Linked DNA regions of Mus musculus: region 1 is linked to region 2. Evidence: chromatin contacts called from public Micro-C data. All regions are on one chromosome and are shown on one strand. Each heading gives the region's core, a stretch centred on a gene start, on an enhancer-like site or on the middle of the called end of the contact. The rest is flanking DNA. Distances are from core to core; before and after follow the strand shown. Region 1 overlaps Etv6 (ets variant 6). Region 2 has its middle 68 kb from the start of Gm46977.

Region 1 (4,018 bases), core at 1,280-3,779, 120 kb before region 2:
TCTTATCCTCCTCACACTTTGGTGAATCTCACTGGAAAATAATCCTTCAGGATGACAGCATTCTCGGTATCAACACGGTGTTCAGAAGTACGGGAGGCAAGCAGGAACATGAGGTGGCCTCATGCAAATCAGATATACAACAAGAAAGGACACGGTCATTTGTGTCCGGCTGAGGTAGAGAAATCTCACAGTTCAGAAAGCCCTGATTCCCACAGGCCACGCTCCTGTGCTGAGCCAGGGGGTTCTTAGAACAGGGCTGCCTAACACATGGGCCCTGCTGAAAGGAAATAGATCCATACCTCAGACTGTTGGTTCCCAGTTCCTTATTTATTCATTGATACTGGGGATTGAACACGGGGTTCACACTTTTAATGCAGGCAGTCCACCATTAAACTCTATACCCTGCTTTCTTTCTGCCATCTTTAATTGTCAAAGAAGGTCTCATTACACTGTCCAGACTGATCTTTAACTAGCTCTAGCACAGGCACACCATCAACTTGCAATCCTCCTGCTTCAGCATCCCGTGTAGCTAAAATTACAGACCTGTGCCAGGCCTGAATCACGTTTCTTTCCTTCCTTCCCTTTACGCGCTGGTACTAGGAACTGGTCAAGTACCTCACACTGCTGGGGGCAAGTGTCAATGACCTATATCCCCAAAGCCTCTCCCCCTTCACGTCCACTTTTCATTTTGAGATAGGGTTTATTTCTAAGTTGTAAAGACTGCACGTGAACTTGCTAGTCCTCACATTTCAATCCTCCTGGCTTCAGCATCCTCGGTTGCTAGTATTATAGTAGTGTCCCACCAGGCTGGGGTTACCTACCCCCATAGAGCCACATGCGCTAAGCTACCACTCCACCATTGAATTACATACCCAGCCCTTTAGCCCTTTATTTGTTTGTTTGTTCATTGAGACAGGGTCTCACTAAGTTGCCCAGACTGACCTCAAACATCTGATGCCCTGCTCTCAGCTTCCTGAGTAACTTAAGACTACAGGAATGCACCGCCGCATTTGGTACAGGCTTTATTATTTTTATGGCCTGCCCATCTGAGAAACAGGGAATGAGAATTCCTTCTCTCAGCATATCGTTTTTCCTCTCTAGCCTCATTCCCAGTGCCCGTTCTTCAAGAATCTGAACTTGAGCACTTGTGTTTACTTTCGTCTGAGCTCCCTGAGGTTAGATTGTTGATGTCTACGCAAGCCAGCGATTAGCATTCTGACTTCAATTCCTTCTTCAGTGTCGGCCAAAGGAGTCCAAGAAGTTGGCCACAGCACCGCCTGGGAACAATAGGCCCTTTCTACCAAATACAGGTTTGTCTTCCTTTTCAAACTCGCAGGAGTTGGTGCTCTGGCAGAGAGGGCCACCTGAGGGTACAGACTTCATTGTGAAGCCAAGGGCTCCCCAAACAGGAAAAACCAACCAGCGGGTCATATGGCCAACAAAGTCAAGATTTTAGCCCCAGTTCCATTTATAGAATGGGAAAGGTGAATCTGATGGCCTGTCACAGCACAGACAGATACAGCCATGAACGCAATTGTCTTAGAAATGCCAGGCATGGGCTCGGAAGGGCAATGTGGCAACCACAAAGGGACTCTCCTGTCTAACCCCCAAGTCATCAGACTTGAGAAACCCTGACCATTCAGAGTTTCTCACTTATCTGTCTTCCTCGCTTATCTGCCATGGTCACAAAGAACAGCCAAGCTGACCCCACTGCTTCACTAGAGCCTCCCATGAGGTCGCTAGAAAATCCACAGCTGGAGCTTAAGCAATGGCTCAAGGGGTAAGAGCACTTGCTGTTCAAGCAGGAGGGCCAGAGTTCAAATCCTTAGCACCCACTAAGAAGGTGTGGTCACATGCACACCTGAAACCCAAGTGCTGCTGGCAGCAGAGAGAAGAGGATCCCTGAGGCCTGCCGACTGCCAGCCTAACTCCAAGTTCAGTGAGACCCTGTCTCACAAGGGAGTAAGACAGAATGAGAGAGTAAGACACTGGGTGGTTTCTTCTGGCCTGCTGACAGATTTCTGCCTACACGAACCATGAGCCCCTACATATGTGCCCCTAAACACACATACACATCTACCACCACCACCACCACCACCACCAACAACAACAACAACAACACACACACAACAACAACAACAACAACAACAACAACAACAACACACACACACACACACACACACACAAGAAAGGGGAAAAGAGGGGGGGAAGTTACAGGAGGGGAGGGAGCCTTCCCAAGTTCCCTCTATATGAGGCATGGGTGACGTGGGAGGTCAGAAGCCTGCCTATCTCAGAAGCTTCGAGCACATTCTTTTACTCATTTACTAATAAGAGCCAAATAAGGGACCATGAAAGCTAAACCTCACCACACGAGACTTCCTGCTCTGGGGGGTTTGTTCAGCACAGGCTCGTGACAGATAGTCTTGCAATGAGGGGCATCTGGGCTCCCTGGAGAAGAGACACTGTCTCTTATCCATTCTGTCCTTCACCAGCTGGGCAACTTAACCTGCCTGTGGTTATTAGTCAGTCTCAAGCATCCAAGGACAGACGGAATGACACCCTGTTTTTTCTCACACTGTTATCATCAGTAAGGAATGAGATAACCACAGCAAATAGTTCACATATTTTTAAAATGCCGCTCTCCAAATGAAAGGCCCTGTTATTTTCATTACTCGGTGGAAGCTGGACCTGGGGACATCATGAGCCAGGACACAAGGCTGATGCTCACAAGCAGAGGGACACTGGCTTCCCAAGGAGCTCTTGGCAGGGAAACTTCCAGAGGACTTGTCAAGAGTCAAGCACTAAAATGCCAAGTCCTCTGAATCCAGAAAGGACTGAAGCAAAGATGGTGGCTCCAAAGACAGACTCTGCTGCTCCATGCATGGTCTCCCGTGAAGCCTGTGGGTTCAGGGCTCCTGCTCCTAAGTTTGTGCTTCCAGAGACACTGACACGGGACACCCCCTGCCTGGGTGACCTTGGCAATGAGCGGAGCACAGAAGTAGGGCAGCTCAGCTGGCTGTCCTGATTGCTATCAATCTTCTAATGACACACTCTTCCCATCCTGAGGAAGCTGTGGTACTGGGCTAGTACCTATCTTCAGAGTCCTTCCACAGTTTTGGAAGGAAGCATCGTTTGCATTTGAGGAGGCTGTCTGTTTTCTGCCGGCCTCTTCAACATGGTTTTTTTTATACGTTTGTTAACCTAAACTCTGGTATTCCGTGTCCTTAAATCAAAGAGAGCAGGTCCGACCAGTCTAAATCAATATACGTTTTTTAGCTACTCGGGCTGAAAAGAATTGAGCAGTCTAGAGTATGGGCTATTGGCCAAAGAACTGCTCTATTTTCCCAAAGCTGATGATCTAATCTAATGCTGCTCACAAACCTCTGAAGGCCAGGGCAGAGAGTAGGAGTAAAGGAGCCAGATAGTTCACACACACACAGACACACAGACATACACACACACAGACAGACACACACAGACACACACACACACACACACACACACACACACAGAGACACACACACACACACACACAGCACTAGAGCCTGGGTTAATAAAACTAGGATAGCTCAAATTTTGGAGTACTTTTGGCCCTCTAAACAAACTTTACTCTATGAGAAGCCCTCACGAGTCACGTCCCAGAGCTACTGAATCTGGGAATCGGTCCTTTTTTTTTCCATCCTGTTTTTATATGACATCATTTATTTCCTGCCTATAGTGAATTCACATCATATTGGGAAAACAACAGAAAAGGAAAAGACCACCCTTTCTTCCTTCTATTTCCTATATCCCTTCCTCCCTTGACCTTCAGGCTATCATCCCCTCTGCCACTTATCGTTCAGCCACAAAGCTTGGCGCTCCTCTTAGCGGCTGTCACTCACTCATCCAATATCTTCTGGAACTACCATGTTCACCCAGTGAATGACACAAAGAAGAAAGTCGGTGAAGACCTTAAAAAGCCGAGTCTCCGAGTTTATGGTGCTTGTCTTTCAATGGCGACACAGACAAAATACACGCA
Region 2 (3,503 bases), core at 752-3,251:
GTTTAGTTCTGAGAAGAGGTGTGGTGGTCATGCACCGGTCTTAAAGATTCTACAAGGCTGACGGCCAACTGACTAAGTTTCTAGATTATGGAGAATTAAATGTGTAGTTAGTTAGTGAGTCCGGAACTCTGGATTCTCCTGCCTCAGCCTCCTAAATTCTGGGATTATAGACATCATTTGCCACCATGCTTGGCCCAAAATACTCCTGTCAGATGGCATGCCACCAGTAAACCCTGAAATTAAAGTTGAATTAATGGGGAGCTCACTCTTTTTGCACATAAACTGTATATTATTTCTCTGCTCTCAAAGACTAGTAATAGAAACCATTTGTCTAAACCTAATGCTAACACATTGCTTGTTAATGAGTCTACAACCAGACATCCACTATATCTTCTTACATTTGCACAACGTGTTGTAGAATATCACATACTATCATACACTTTCCTATTTAATCCTTAATAAAACTTTACCATTTTTCACATGAAGCCATGTCTGAGAGAAGTGGAGTCAAGGCCACAGGGAACAGAATCACAGAGGGATTCAGGAATTCACTCAGAACCTGCACAAGAGAGACACAATTCAAACTCGGGTTGCTCTGAGTCTGACGAAATTCCCCACCCCACACCCCATTGCTCGGTTCTGTGTTGGATCAGTTGTCTATATAGTCTTTGGCTCTGCAGCTCTCTTAAACATCTGCCCAATGCCCTTGGCCAATTAAGTTCATAATCCAGTTGATCAGGTTTGTTTCAATCCTTAACTATGCTATCCTAGCGAAACTGGAGCCAGCTGAATGACTCTGCCTCACTGAAAAACCAGGAGTCAGTGGTTGAAGATGATCTACTCACACTCAGGCTATAAACACCTAGAGCCGAAGGCTTTAAATGCCCAGCTTATGAAAATTGTATAGGGACTTAGTTTCAGTTAAATGACTTAAATTATTCATTCTCTAGACTTAAAATTACACCAATCCTTTCGAAGCAATGCTTTATTCTTACTGATTTTCAATGAAAGCAAGCTCAATTTAGAAAAATATTAAGTACCTACTATGTGAACAGTATGGTTCTTCCCTCCCCACCCCTTTTTGTTCACCTGTAAGTAAATCTTTATTTCTTTTGGGTTTCTTTTTAAATTTCCTTAACTTGTAGTCATTCAACCTCATTCTCTCCTGTCTCCTGGGCTGCCTTCCTCCCTATTGCAGGAAAGTCAGTATCCAAGCTGGGCTTTCTTCCTGTGTAGATTCTCCCCTCAGGTTGAAGCTGCTTAGAGTTCAGGACTCATTTATTTGTACTGTTACAAACTACATGATTTGGGGAAGGAGAGAAACTCCATTGAGAATTTGATCTAGAGAGAGGAGCTGATGCTGTCAGGTGCCCCACTTTGATGGCAACAGATAAAATGACTCAGGCTGGCTCAGGCACAGTCACACACCAGAGAGGAGACAACTGCTGACTTGGCCAAAGGCTGTAAATAAAAGCTGACTTAGTATTGTCACCTATAATTACAACTAAGTCACAGCTTGCATTCCGATGGTCTTTAAGAAAGAGAGAAAGGGGGAGTGACAGAAGCAACAGAGGAAGGCAGAAGGGAGAGGGGGAGAGAAAGGAGGAAGAAAGAAGGGAGGGAGAGAGGAAGAAAGGATGGAAGGATGAAAAATGGAGATAGGCAGGGAGGAAGAAGAAAAGCAGAAAAAGAACGACATGAGGGATAGGAAAGGAACAGAGCTAGATTGGAAGAGATTTTTGTTGCCTAATGAAGTAGACTCAGAGATTCAGTGCCTTACAGAATTTATGTTCATCGGGGACTCATCTAAGAGGAGCGCCATGAGAATTTCAGACTAGAAAACCTGATAAGCACATAAATTCTCATAATAGGTGAATCACAAATTCCACAGGAAACATTGAGTTTGATGTTGGATTACATTTGCAGACAATTAAGAGGTGAAACCAAGTGTCTTTGCAAACCCACATGCCACATCTAGATCAATTTAGCAGCTGTTTGGTGAAAACATGCCAGGTCATGCTTGTTATCAGGGTGTAGCACAGAAGAGTTCCGGGCCTCAAGGAACTCTATGACCCAAAAGAAAAGTGACTTTTCTAAAAGTATTTACTAAGAAATGGGTTTTTTTTTCTGTTTTTTGTTTTTTGTTTTTTTCTGGGTATGTGTGTGTGTGGACATATGAAGTACCAAGGATGCAGAGAAAAGGCTGCTCTGGCTTGTTTAAAAGGCTTTTAAGTTTATGGGAAGGGTGGCATTTTCCCACTAATTTACTTATTTATTCACTTTACATCTTGACTGTAGCCCCTCCTGTTCACACAGTGGCTCTCACACACCCCTCCCCTTCTCCTTTGAGAAGAGGGCACCCCCCCTACTACTACACATCACACTACTCTGATACATCAAGTCACACAAGATTAGGTACATCTTCTCTAACTGAATCCAGACAAAGCAGCAGTTAGGAAAATGGGATCCACAGACAGGCAATAGCTTTAGGGACAGCCCTTTGCTCCAGTTGTTGGGGGGGGGGGGACCCACATGAAGACTGAGCTGCACATCTGCTACATATGTGTGGGGTCCTAGGTTCAGCCCGCTTATGCTTCGTTGGTGGTTCATTCTCTGAATGCCCCCAAAGGTCCAGGTTAGTTGACTCTGTTGGTCATCCTGTGGAGTTCTTATCTCCTTTGGGTCCCTCAATCCTTCCCCCAATTCTTCCACAAGATTCTCTGAGCTCCATTCAATGTTTGGCTGTGGGTTTTTGCATCTGTTTTAGTCAGGGATGAGGGGCTATCAGAGGATAGGTACACTAGGCTCCAGTCTGCAAGCATAACAGAGTACCATTTATCATGTCAGGGATTGGTTCTTGCCCATGGAATGATTTTCAAGTTGGGCTTGTCATTGGTTGGCTATCCCCCTTAGTCTCTGTTCCATCTTTGACCCTGAATTTCTTATAGGCAGGACAACTTTGGGTTGTCGGTTTTGTGGATAGGTTGGTATACTTATCCCTCCACTGGGGATCCAGCCTGGCTACAGGAGGTGGACATATCCCCCACTGCTAGGAATCTCAGCTAAGGTCACCTCCATAGACTCCCAGAAGCCTCCCCCATTCCAGGACTCTGGCATCCCCTGCTAGCCCATGATTTCCATTTATTCTCCTGGCCTTCCTTATTTCTTTTGACGCCTGATCACTATTTGTGGATGATATGATAGTATACATAAGTGACCCTCAAAATTCTACCAGACAACTTCTATAGCTGATAAACACCTTCAGTAATGTGGCTGGATACAAAATTACCTAAAAAAAAAAAAATCAGTAGCCCTAATATATACAAACAATAAACAGGCTGAGAAAGAAATTAAGGAAACAACACTGTTCACAATAGCCACAAATAATCTAAAATATCATGATATAACAATTACCAAGCAAGTGAAAGACCTATATGACAAGAACTTCAAGTCCCTGAAAGAAAAAAATTGAAGAAGATATCAGAAGATGGGAAGAACTCCCA

What was found. Hi-C and Micro-C count contacts between places; a contact is called where the count stands out from the background.
Region 1: a contact with region 2 is called in a Micro-C map of the G1E-ER4 cell line. The contact joins two enhancer-like sites. A contact is called at or near these places in 1 of 15 datasets of contacts at CTCF or cohesin (CD8 T cells), 11 of 484 Hi-C or Micro-C datasets (the G1E-ER4 cell line, the HL-1 cell line, LSK cells and 7 more) and 4 of 115 datasets of contacts at active chromatin or transcription factors (Th2 cells, bone marrow-derived dendritic cells and embryonic stem cells).

Annotation. Positions count from the first base shown.
Region 1 is chr6:134,088,797-134,092,814 of GRCm38.p6, reverse strand. The region is part of intron 1 of Etv6 (ets variant 6); the gene reads right to left. Among named protein-coding and RNA genes, the nearest start is that of Gm46978, 20 kb to the left of the region's middle. Within about 2 kb of position 2,529, at least 90 of the 459 cell types and tissues checked have an H3K27ac peak or open chromatin away from gene starts, as enhancers often do. A contact at or near this core is called in the G1E-ER4 cell line, where this site is marked.
Region 2 is chr6:133,965,964-133,969,466 of GRCm38.p6, reverse strand. No RefSeq gene overlaps it. Among named protein-coding and RNA genes, the nearest start is that of Gm46977, 68 kb to the left of the region's middle. Within about 2 kb of position 2,001, at least 7 of the 459 cell types and tissues checked have an H3K27ac peak or open chromatin away from gene starts, as enhancers often do. A contact at or near this core is called in the G1E-ER4 cell line, where this site is marked.